2 separate regions of the Capsicum annuum genome follow, and region 2 is linked to region 1. Evidence: chromatin contacts called from public Hi-C data. All regions are on one chromosome and are shown on one strand. Each heading gives the region's core, a stretch centred on a gene start, on an enhancer-like site or on the middle of the called end of the contact. The rest is flanking DNA. Distances are from core to core; before and after follow the strand shown. Region 1 has its middle 11 kb from the start of LOC124896016. Region 2 holds the start of LOC107859436 (DEAD-box ATP-dependent RNA helicase 18).

Evidence for each region. A called contact is a pair of places that touch in the nucleus more often than the background predicts.
Region 2: a contact with region 1 is called in a Hi-C map of leaf, with 1.6 times the contacts expected there. The contact joins the promoter of LOC107859436 here to the enhancer-like site in region 1. A contact is called at or near these places in 2 of 5 Hi-C or Micro-C datasets (leaf and pericarp).

The regions. Positions count from the first base shown.
Region 1 is chr2:130,481,507-130,488,003 of UCD10Xv1.1, forward strand. No RefSeq gene overlaps it. Among protein-coding and RNA genes, the nearest start is that of LOC124896016, 11 kb to the left of the region's middle. Within about 2 kb of position 2,240, at least 4 of the 5 cell types and tissues checked have an H3K27ac peak or open chromatin away from gene starts, as enhancers often do. A contact at or near this core is called in leaf, where this site is marked.
Region 2 is chr2:130,513,084-130,519,607 of UCD10Xv1.1, forward strand. LOC107859436 (DEAD-box ATP-dependent RNA helicase 18) reads right to left here and starts at 5,051. Exons shown (of 11, transcript XM_016704454.2): 1 at 4,532-5,051; 2 at 3,533-3,769; 3 at 2,585-2,842; 4 at 2,407-2,486; 5 at 2,183-2,288; 6 at 1,947-2,060; 7 at 1,098-1,196; 8 at 893-982; 9 at 1-59. The coding sequence starts at 4,795.

The DNA.
Region 1 (6,497 bases), core at 990-3,489:
TAACCTGTACCTAAACAAAATTTCAAAGCTGACCCATATTTATCTAGCATATGTAAATTAAAATAAAACAATAAGATAATAAAGATATTAAAAAAATATAATTAAACCTAATCTTTACACAAAAAATTCTTCAAAGCCAACCGCCATTCATCTACGACCTGTAAATTATAAAAAAAATATAATAGTGATCATAAAGCTTCGATTGTGATCCAACTAATTATTGTCCGAGCGAAAATTTTGACCCTAAAAATGATTTTGAATGAAAACAAAGAAGATATATAGATATACACACATGTTAAATTCTATTATGCTGACAAAAACAATGAAGAGGTTAAGAGTTAGAATATCAAGCATCCATTATCTAGACATACAATCGAATCAAGTTAGATGAGCATCAATCATATTCTCCTAATAGGCAAATCGGTTTGTTCTCTAGTTTAACGTACATCTCAATATTAATAGAAGTATTTCCTTAATGGGGTCCTATTTTAGGAGTATTTTTCTAATTGAACAGTAGAAAGGAAAAAAATACTAATAAATTGTCCTACCATATATTTTAGGTATTTCTCTAATAAAGTCCTATTTTAGGAGTATTTTTCTAATTGAACAGTAGAAAAAAAAATATTAATTAAGTCTCCTACCATATATTTTAGGAGTATCATATATTTTAGGAAGTTTAGTAGAAAGAAAAATACTAATTAATTCTCCTACCATATATTTTAGGAGATCCATATATTTTAGGAAGTCTGGTTAATATAATAAAAAATAATTAAATAATAAATTAAAAAAATAGTGAAAAGACAATGGGTAAAAAGTTCAAATCACTTTTCTAAGGATCTTCACACTTGTAATATATTATAGATATAGATATAAATTATAGATTACATATACATACATACATACATACATATATATATATATATATATATATATATATATATATATATATATGGGGGTGTAAAATAATAATTTAGCATAAAGTTATCAATAAAAAATCAAAATCGAATCAATAATCCAATAATTATTTTTATAAAATTATTAAAAAAAGTTAATCCAATAACATTTTTATCGGTTTGATCTTTGTACACCCCTAACTTAAATTATAATTTTTTACTCCATTAATTATAATTAATGAAACATATTTGTTCATGTAAGTCTCCTCAAAATCCTAATCGAAAACTAATATGAAACACTAATCGAAAAAAATAATTTCATATTTTTAATACACACATAAAAATATATTTTTTTCAGATAATAACTTACTTGATTGACGAAAATTCAACCTTTCACTACTTTGGAGTAGAGGATGTCACACCCTTTTTTCAACCAAAAGATCATATTTTAAGTTTGAAAGGGTTTTTATTATCAAAGTGACAAAAGATGAAAATTTATTTCGAAAAAGAATTATTTACATTTTTTATTCAGAGTCGCCACTTGGCATAATCCGGTGTGCCAAGTCACCTTTGAAAAATCCTTTTCAAAATGATTTGACTCTTTAAAACTGGTTTGCGAACAGAGATTCCGACTAAGGAATTCTGTTGACCGAGGGGAAGGTGTTGGGCACCCCTCGGTCCCGTGGTTCGGCCACGGTCTCTTGGTAGAGCATATCGGCTATTTTGGCACTACGAATGTATAGATCACACAGCAGAACATAAACAAGCAACAAACACATCAAACAACAATCCAAAACCAAAATAATAATATTCAGTCCAATTATACAATCCAATAAAAAGATGCTGAAAAGTAAACCTACACTAATCCTAAACTACACTCCAGTGTTTTACCCAATGCCCCGGGCTTTCATTGCGAACGTCCTTCGAGTACAAGATACCTCGGGGCATTCTCCGGTTAAGAAGTATATAAGACCTCGGGGCATTCCCCGGTACAATGAATACATTTTTCTCAAATTTGTGCGTTAAAATGGAAAGAATCATTCAACAAATATTCACACATTCAACAACAAATCACCATCTTTCATTTCTACAATTTGCCTATCCGACTTAGTATTTGCCTACCCCGCTCGACCTATCATGATACTATCACAATCAACGACATCAATGAATCAAAACAACAATATTCACTTTAATCAACTTTCAATCCCCGTCCCAGTTAACTAATCTTAATTCTTAATGAGATATTATTTCATCACACAACCCATAATCAATCCATAATCAAGGAAATCAAATACCGAATCAAGACAACCAACAATTCACATCATCAGAGATCAACCACTGGTGTGTGTGCTCTCTTCCCTCTTCTTCATCTGCGAGTCTTGTGAAGAAGAAGAAGAAGCCGTGTGGAGAAGAAGAGGAAGCCGAGACCCTCCCTTTTTTCTTCAATCGCGACTGTTAGCTCCCTTGTCTGTGTAAAAATCAATGTGGAGAAGAAGATGATGGTCAGTGGAATTTGTGTATCCGTCTATGTGCGTATTTGTGAGATTTCCAGTGGAGAAGTTGAACCCCTGGGAATTGTATATGTGCCCCCTTTCTTTGTGGAAAAGAAATGTGTGTGTGTGGGGAGGGGGTTAAAGGGTAAGGGTAGGGGTATCGGGTGGGGTAGGGAGTTAGGATGAGATGTAAAGTTGGTTAGGATAGGATTAAAACAAGATGGATTTTGTTAGGGATTATGTTAAGGGTTGTTATTTTTTGTATTTTTGTGGGGTATAATCACATGGATGAGGGTGTGTGGTAATGTGAGTTAAAAATGAATAAAATTGGATTTGGAAGGGACAAAATTAGGTGTCTAAAGAGGAAAATTAAAAAATATTATTTTTTTAGAGATAAATCGATTAATTAAGGGTAGAAGTGGGTTATTTTTAATATAGGATCAATATAAGGGAAGTGAATGGTATTTATCCACGTGGACAACCACGTAGGTATTTTTTTCCACGTGTACGCGCGTGTTTTACACGCTTTGGTCCTTCAAATGAAAGGGTCACGCGACATACTAAAAGAATAAGTTCAGAGGTACTAAAGACTAGTCAAAGTTCAGATATACTATGAATAAAACCCGACAAGTTCAGAGGAGTAATTGATATTTCTACATAGTGAAGGAAATAATCTAAGTTAACTTTGAAAAGAGAGAAACCTCTTCGAAGCCAAAATATCATGCTATTATAAGTGAGACATCTATTGCGACAGCTAGAACATTTTGGTTTAATACTAATTTATATGCAGATTAATTTGAGAGAGCCTTGTGCTAATTTCTATTTATTATCTACTTCACAAATATTTTCATTATCAGCAAAGCATTTCAATATATTAATGGGACTAATTTTCACTTAAAAGTAAAAGTGAGTCTTAATTCAAGGTACGAGTCCATTATTTGTATTCCAAAAGTGAGTCTTAATTCAAGGTACGAGTCCATTATTTGGATCCCAATCATGAAGAAAGCCATCGTGCCCCAATTTTCCTTTTTATAAATGAAATTGGTATCAATAATACTCCAATATAAATTCACACGTGTTGTTGATGTAACTTGGCTTAAATATTGTTTTTCAGTTTTCACATAAGTTTAAGCAGATTCTTTCTTTTGCTTCCACCAGACATATCTTATATGATTAACTGGCAGTGTGCCCACCACTATACACCGGCGATTATTAAATTATTTTTTTATTTTAATTGGTTTGTATTCTTTTGTTTTTTGTCCGTCTGAAAAAGATGTCTACTGATTTTACGATAATGGCCATTTGTTTAAGCTGTCCTTGGCATATGCTGATTGAGTTACACTAATACCAAACCCAATTCTATTCTTTTGAATTTAGGGGAGAAAAATAGTAATCACTTGTTATATTAAATATATTAAAATATTTTTTAATCTTTTAATTTTAAACACGTCGCGTAAAATTAAAATTACCTTATTTTTAAATGAATTTTAAAAAGTACTATGTTATTTATTTTTGAAAGGAGAGCAGCAAAAGAACAATGTGAACAGAAGAAAGGTCGTTATCGTCAACGAAATGTCAACAGTACTTGCTTATAGTAGTGGCAATAAATAATGGAGAGATAAAGCAATGGCTCCATATGTAAATTTCTCTAAATCCGGTGGCCATTACAAACCATTCAGCTATATATACATCAGTAGGGTACCATCTCATTTCATTTCACTCCTCATCTCAGTCCTTACAAGCAAAGCAAAGCAAAGAAATCAGTTAATTAACGCCACCACAACTGCAATCGGAGGATTTGAAAGATGGCCGGAGTAAACAAAGAGATGATGATGATGAGGATGAATGGAGGAAACATGTTAAGAAGGGAGGAATATGGAAGACCAATTCCAAAAAGAGGACAAGTTAAAGTCACCATAGTGTTGGGATTAGCTCAATTAGTCTCTTCTATTTTCTCTAATCGACGATAGAAATTAGTTAAAGAGTACCCAGTTTTGGTAAATTTAGAGTCTTGAAGGATGTTATTGTCCCTTAATTAGGATATTGAGCTTTTTTTCTTTTTTTTTTGTGTGTGTATTTTGTACAGACAACACTCCCATTTGTATAGTGTTTTGGAAGTTAAAATTTCAACCTTCTTCCTTAGCTAAACACATTCTACTGTTTTGTTTTGTTTTGTTTTGTTCATCACTAATTTATGCACTACCTATCGAGTAGATTTCCCATTATCGAATATCTGAAATATCCAAAATTCTCAAAGAACAGAGATCCAGCTTCCCCAACACACATACAAAGACACGTTTAATTTATTCAAAACAATGTTCAGTTTTGCCTGCTAGACAAAGTGCTGTCAAAATCCGAGTGTGTGTAAAAGAGAGCAGACAAAGTGCTGTCAAAATTTACTATCTACTAGACTAGTAAGTATTTGGTTGCTACTCCAGTTAGATACAGTAAAAATTCCACACAAAGGTGTGTATATGTTATATAAAGGTGTGTCTGTGTCAATTGTTTCTGCCCCTTCGTGATATTCCAAATGTAATAAAGAAAAAAAAAAAAATTCGCACAAGAGGACCGGTTGAGGAACGTGGAAAAAAAAGGAAAAAGTTATTCATGAGAATGTAGATATTGAAATTTTATGGGATTTCACGAGAGGAGTTCAATTGCTATTAGAATATTTGGAGGCTATTCTTTTTTATGTCCTAACTCCTTTTATATAACTGGTGGTAATGTATTTTTTTTTTAATAGACATCTTGAAATTTCATAAATTTTTGAGATTCGAGATCAACGCATCAATTATTGCTTTTATCAAAGTTATTGTCCCTTGTTTCAAACGATTAAATATATAGCAGGTCGAAATCATCCTATATTTGAGAAATAAACAATTGACATTTTTCGAATTAGGGGGAAAATTCAGAAGGAAGGATCAAAGGAGTATACAAATTTGTACTCACAATCTAATTCCATTAACCAAGAGTGTCATAATTCATTGTACTTGCTAACATGATGCAGATGGAATCTTGTCTGCTATTCTTTGCAACTTATTTTAGTCAAAATTTGGTCCTTTTTTTTTGGTTAACAAAAGACAGTGTACTACTAAAGGACATCAAAAGATATAAGTTCCTAGATATCAAATCTAGTTTGTCTGCTATATTTTAATTTTGACATTGAAAGAAAAATGCTGCTAATTATAAAAACTGTACTTTTCTTCATTTGAAACAAGACATGTTTTTGGAAGGTTCTGAATTTTGATTGAGAAATGTACCTTTCTCTAGATCTATATTTGCTTCCTACATAAATATTGAAAAAGACACTTTTTAATGAGTATTTCACACTGGACAAAACATTTTAAATGAAAATAAAATGTGAAATCTAGCTATCAAGTCAAGCTAATGACACAATTATTTTGCAGTTTAATAACTTGATATTTGTCATTAATCATCCTAAATTAATCTAGACAAAGGGAATTAAGAATAGAGTACTAAGATAACGATGACCTAATTCACTAAGCTATATATGGGTCCAAAAGAAATAAATACATAAAAAGGGAATATTAGTCCCAAAAATGGAACCTTCAACCCTTACAAAATAAGAGATTATGACTAGGTTAAATCGAAAACAAACTTTTTACCAAGATAGAAGTAAGTCTGTGCATATATTTGATATAAACCAACATGTTTCATGGAAAACACGCTTACATGTTTTCTCATATTTTGTTGGTAAGTGAAAAATACTTTTCAGTATTTGGTTGGTGAATGAAAAACATATCCTAGAAAATATTTTTTTTGTAAAAAATCAATCAAACATGAGAAAATTGAAAAATACTTTCGTACCAAACAAAATGTGTGTATACATCGCTCTCTCAAGTCACCACTTAGAGAATTATATTGAATATATTGTTGTAGTATCTGTTTTACACCCCACCCCAGTCCATACCCTTTTTAATAAAGAAAGACGATTGCAGTATAAAAATTGCATGTAACTTCCTTTTAATTTTGTAGCTGATAGGGTTGTCATTTTGCAGATAAAATTACTTGAAATGGAACTCATAATAATAAGATTATCACCAAATCAGCTTATATGATATTTTCTTTAATGATTAACTATATCTTAAAT
Region 2 (6,524 bases), core at 3,801-6,300, 34 kb after region 1:
ACAAAGGCTCTGAGTCCTTTCTCCATTACATCACGATCTTTCTTTGCTGCTGCTCGTATCTGGAAAAAAGAAATATCAGTAACAAACAGATTCATTAGTCAACTGCAGCATCTTCTTTAAAAAAAATGGAAACTACACAACTCTGGATCTTATTATGTTGAACTCTAATTAGAATTTTTGAGCTGATGATCCTCAAAGTACTAACTCATGGCCCTGGAGGAACATATGCATATCAAAGTACATGTTGGAAGTGATTTGTTTTGTGTGGCTAGTTACAAGAAAGGCATGCTTGACACAAGACAACCTTCAGAAAAGAGGTTCTCAGCTCTGTAACAGGTTTGCATATTTGTGGAACAAATTCAGATGGTTTAATTGTTCTGTCCCATTGTTTCACAACTTTGGACTTATTTCTCAATATGATGGGTTTACAATGGACAATGCCTGAAGACACAATTGATTTGATGAGAAGCTGGTATAGAAGGGACTTGTCAAAAGAACAACATAAATGGCGGAGAACTATCCCATCTACCATGTGCTGGACTGTTTGGAAAGAGAGAAATACAAGAAGCTTTGAAGATATGGCTAGCTCTATTTTTTTTGAAAGGAAAAAAACAAAGAACTGTATACTTTTGTTTTCTTTTTGGTGTAAAGAGGTTTGATTAACGATGCAAAATCTCTGTTGCGCACATTTGAATCCATGCTGATTTGATGTAAAGCTGGAGCTTTTTGTAAATATTCAAGCACAATTCGTATTGCATTTATATGACGTACCTTTTTCTCAGTTTTTTTTAAAAAGCAACTAGACAAACTAGAGGAATGAAAGCATTTGCACTACGAAGCAAGGGGAAAGAGAATTATGGCACAATGGGCAATGGCATAATTTAATTCTTACTTCATCAATAATATCGGGAGCGTCAAAGGCACATTCCCCCTCTTCTAAGTAAACATCTTTTAAACGCAAGAACTCCACATATGCTTCCTCCTAAAAAGACAAAGACAGATCATAGTTAATACGTAGGTTGGGAGTAACCCTGGTAGACAATATATTCAAACAGCCTCCAAGAAGTTTGATACACTATAGAAGTGCAAGACCTGACCTTTGGTAATAGAAAAACAACAGCACTTCCTTGTCGACCCAGCCTAGCTGTTCGGCCTACTCTATGTATAAACATTTTATCATCCTGAGGGGGGTCGTACTGCACAAGAAACAAATAAAAGAAAATACATCCATGTAAGTTCCAACTGTCTGTTATCATGCTCATAATCACATGCACGACTAACTATTGAACAACATTTTATTAGGGGAGTGGTGGTTCATATTTTTTCCACAAACCTCCATCTGTAAACCTGTTAATGAAGAATTCAGTGCCTTTGGTGTGGTTACCGGGTGTGCATAGAAGGCCCAAAAGCATTTATGGTTGGCATTTCAAAAACAGGTGAAATATATTTCCTGAATTATTTTTAGATTTTGCAAAAACTGAAAAACTTTTTCTCTGGTGTTTGACCAAATCAAATTTTCAGAAAAATTGAAGAGTTTCTTGAAATGATTTTGCAACACTTCATGAAAACAAATGCCAACTAGATCGTTCCTAAACATAATACATATTCTCTAAATGCTGTCGTGTGACTCATATATAAACCATGTAACTTTTTTTATAATGATATCATGTTATTGAATAGGGGAAGGCAACAGTCAACAACGTGTAATACTAACTTGACTACAAGGGAGTTAAGTAACCTTTATCTCACAAAAAGAAAAAAAAATGACTACTAGGGAGTTTCTAGATCTGCTGCACACATTCTCAGTTCTTTAAGTTCGGGTGGTGGAGTGATAAAGTAAGAAGCCCTTCCCATCTCTCCAACCCCCCAAAACCAACCAAGAAAAAGGGGAAAGAAACAAGATAATGAGTTCATTAGCCAAAAATATTATGCCCACAAGAAAGTACCTGTATAATATAATCAACACCTGCAATATCAAGGCCACGTGCTGCTACATCTGTGCATAAAAGAATACCACTGGAAAGAGCAGTAAACGATGCTAGTGCTTTCTCCCTTGCACTCTACAAAAGTTTTAAGACAGTAAATTTCTTGAGCTGCTAGAACACGTTCATAAAATGATAGACCTTCATTAAGAATTTCATAAGATAAAAGGCCTTTATATTTAAAATGTCGACAAATGTACCTGCTTCATCTTTCCATGAAGAGAGATTAACAAAAAACTTTTCAGACAAGAGAGACGTGGAAGAACAGTTCCCCAATAATCAACACAAGCACAAGTCATGAAATAGCTGCAAAAGTAAAAATTATCAAGTACCGAACAGGCGAACACCAAAATAATCTCCTACCAGCTATGCATATAAAATTAATATCTATATACAATTCGGGAATCCGGGAAAGTTAGCTCACATTATAATTTTCTTTGACTTGTTCTTCATTATGAGATGTACAAGCTGCGATGATTTCTTGTCCGCTTCGCATTCAAGATACTGTCAAATTGAAGAAATTCTAGAATATGGTAACATGCACCTAGACATAAATAATCTTCATTTGGAATAAACGAACACTCTGGAACAGTGGGAAATACCTCAATATGAAGTCCAGAAGGTGTTTTTGACGAGGTCAAATTTACTGACGCAGAACCACTCAACTGTTTTGCTTCTGCCCGAACTTCAACCCTGACAGGATTTCTTAATCCTGCCTTTGATAGTTCTTCAACAGCCTCAGTTTGAGTAGCAGAGAAGAGACCCGTTCTACGAAGCTTAGGTAAATGAGAAATGATTGAATTTATCTGCTTCTCGAATCCCATGCCTAATAGCCTATCAGCCTCATCTAATATCAGGATCTGTACAAGTGATATGGTGGTTGCTGAGTGGCTAATTAAGATGCAGTATGTCATATCAATACAAAATACCGAACACCATGGACAAAAGAAAGGTTGGGGAAAGGGGGAGGACTCAACACACAGTGTTCCATTTATTGACAGCCAATAGACTTGCTTGTACGAACAAGTAGAAAGTCAGAGACTAAACAAAGTTTTAGAAGATGCAGGAAATCAGAGACCACTTAGGTCAGAATGTGATTATAGGCAATCATGTACAAACTTATGATGTAAAATGGTGATAAAACTTAACTCCATTTGGTAAGGCTGAACTTAGCATTACTCTAGCGCACAAATGGAAAGCTTTACATAAATTTAGCACAAAAGTATGTAGTTAAATTGTTTTAACATAGGGCATCTGGCACTTTTATTTTCTTTTTTAAAGTATCATAAGAAAAAAATAAATTATCATCTTTCAAGATAAAAGAATTGATACTTCTAAATTCCCAAGCAAACTTTATCTTTAAGAGTAAACAAATGGTTAGCAGCTAAACATATACAGCAGAACCCCAGCAAACGAATTTGATACTCCTTAAATTCCCAAGCAAACTTCATCTTTTGAAGTAAGCAAATAGTTAACAGCTTAAAAATCACTGTAGCACTTGAGCACAAAGCTCTTTGTTTTCAACTGAATGAGGCATGAAAGTTTGAAACCTCAAGATCCCGAAAGTCCAGTATATCCATGCGCTCCATTATGTCATATAGCCTCCCAGGCGTACCGATCAACAAATTTGCTCCTTCCTCCTCTATCTTTCTGATATCTGCCTTTACTTCTACTCCCCCAACAAGGAGCATAGGCCTAACATTTGCTAAGGTGGAAATGAACGGTTGAGCAACGTGAAATATTTGTGATGACAACTCCCTGGTGGGTGATATAATTATACCCATTACCTGCAAGGGCACCAAAGAGACGGACGGCTAAACACAAGAAGAAAACAACATAGAATTAAAGGAAGAAACAGAAAGGATAACAAAAGCATATCACAAGATCGTTATTGGCTGTCAAATGGGTCTATTTAAATAAAACATCATGCCATAAGCATGGAAGATTCATTTTTATAAAGTATAACACGTGCATCACAGATTAGTTTGTGCCTTTTCTTTGAAACGTAACACCCTTCAACGAGATTGGACGGTTTTATTTATCTGTTACAACAAGTTCTAGGGTTGAAGCCTGAAGGCAACTTGTCCTCCATTCTGTACCGTTCCTCATGTTACCTTGATTTATTTACATTAAAAAAGGAGGCAGATATAAATGTGGCAGTACTATCTTACTATAGCTGAAGCAAGACACTGTCAAATGATAACCAGACAACAATAGACTTATCATAGAGCGACCTCCAGTTATACTAATCTTGTAGCACCACCCAACTGGCAACTTCTACTGAATCAAGTTTAGGTATATTCTAAGACAGGAACACCCTAAACAATCCAACTAGCTGATATCTGTTGAAGTGTGTGACCGTCTAATCTAAAAGATAAAGCTTTTGCAGAGACTAAAGCTTTATAATTTTACTGTATTTTCAAAACGCCCCCAACTTGTAACTTATTTTTGATAAAATATGTGACGATTTCATCTAAAACCTTAAGCTTAATCTGCACGTATACTTTGCATAAAAAAGTCTAGTAAAGAGGAAGGAAAGGCATCATTACCTTGTGAGGTTTAAGATTCGAGGTGGAGCGACGGAGAATCTCAACTAGAGGTAAGACAAAGGCTAGGGTTTTACCAGAGCCAGTGGCGGCGTCGACAGTGACATCCTTGTAGCTACAGAGTAAAGGTATGGTGGCAGCTTGAACTGGAGTACAGAACTCGAAGCCGGAATTGGTTAGGGCTTCCAAAACTGGGGCGGAGAGCGGTGGTTCGAGGTCGGAGAAACGAGTATTCGTTAAGGCTTTGTTCTGATTCGCCGATGCCATGCCGCCGCTGTTGGTGGTTTTTCCGGTCCAACTGCCTAAGTAATGACAAGTACTTGCTAGCTAGAAATTAGACCGGTCGGGTCGAATAAAACCGCCTCTCACGAAAGTATTGTTCCGGTTCGGCCTTGGCCTGTACGCGGCTCTCTGGGAATGTAGGTTAATAGGGGGAAAAAACTTTACCACTCCCCATGTTTATTCAAATTAACTAATTTAGTCACTTGTTTCGTATAATTTTTTATCATTTAAAATTAGATAATTTTTTCACATAAATCTTGTGCTTCAGGTACTTTATTGGACCATCTATGACATTTCACTTTTCCTAGGTTTTCACGCTTTTAATGTATTATAGATATAAATATAGATTATAGATATAAATTAATGTATTTTAACATAGATAAGTGACTTAAAAGGAGTAAAATACATTTTGATTAAATATATTTAAGTAAAATAAATTTTACATTCAAACACATAATATATATATATATATATATTAACTTTATGTATATATTAAGTATGAGTAAATTTTTTCTGTAACGCTAATACTTTACAAAAATCATAGATAACATAGTTAATTTTACTGCTTTAACTTCTATTCATGTTGATAGATATCAAAATCGTTTATGAAAATTGTGCTCATGTTAATGAAATAGTATAGGGCACATGAATAGATTTTAAACTTATTCTTTACGTTTGTTTTTATTTGTCACTTTTTAACATGCACATTTATTAAGAAAATAATTATTGATATTTGTTTATTTTATCATACTACCTTTATTAATTGATGTTTAGAGTAATATATTTGAAAATGACTTGGAGAATAAACAATTAATGCTAAGAATAAAATAGAAAAAATTCTTTTATCTTTTATTGATATGTCAAAAGTGACAAGTAAAAATGAAAATTCAGTTAGAAAAACAGTGACGGATAAAAATGAACGAAGGGAGTATAAGTTTGTTTAGGAAACCGAACGGAGGGAGTATAAATTCAGGCATCCAAAAAATTATTAACTATAAGGGTACAATGAAATTCTTTTAATTAATTTTATCTTGATTTACTACGTGAAAAAATAAGTTAGGACGTGTTTATGGTAAGGTGACCAACTAAAATAATAAGGGGTACATCTTTCCTATTTTTTTGCAAGGGCTTATTTGATATTTGGATTAGCTAAACAGACAAAATTATCTCATGATATATATGGGATAATATATTTTGTCATTAGTTTATAGTTACTTAATACAAATTTATTTTGATAATAACAGTAAAATATCTAGTAAAATTTCACAAGTAATGTTTAAAAAAGGTAAAGAACACGCAGATTTTTATCACTAGCTCTGAAAGATAAAGAGACTGTTTTCAAGACCCTTGACTCAAGCATAGCTAAGATATTTATTTTGACACTTCTAAATTGAACACTTCAAATTCCTAATAAACTGTTCTAACTAGAACATTTTACTAGGTAACCAGAACATTAGTAGTTAGTAGGTTCTAACTAGATACTTTCATTTCAAATATTGAACAAGAAATGGGGTGTGTTTTCATTCATTTTAGTAGGTAATTAAGTTGACCATATAAAATATATATGTCATCTTTTTTAATTATACAATCAACCTCAAATAAAAAATGTATTTTATAACTTATTCAGGCAAAGACATAATTAAAGAAAGTTGCATGTTTATGTGGTAAATTTAACTATCTACTAGGCGAATGAAAACAGACGCAAAAGTTTGTT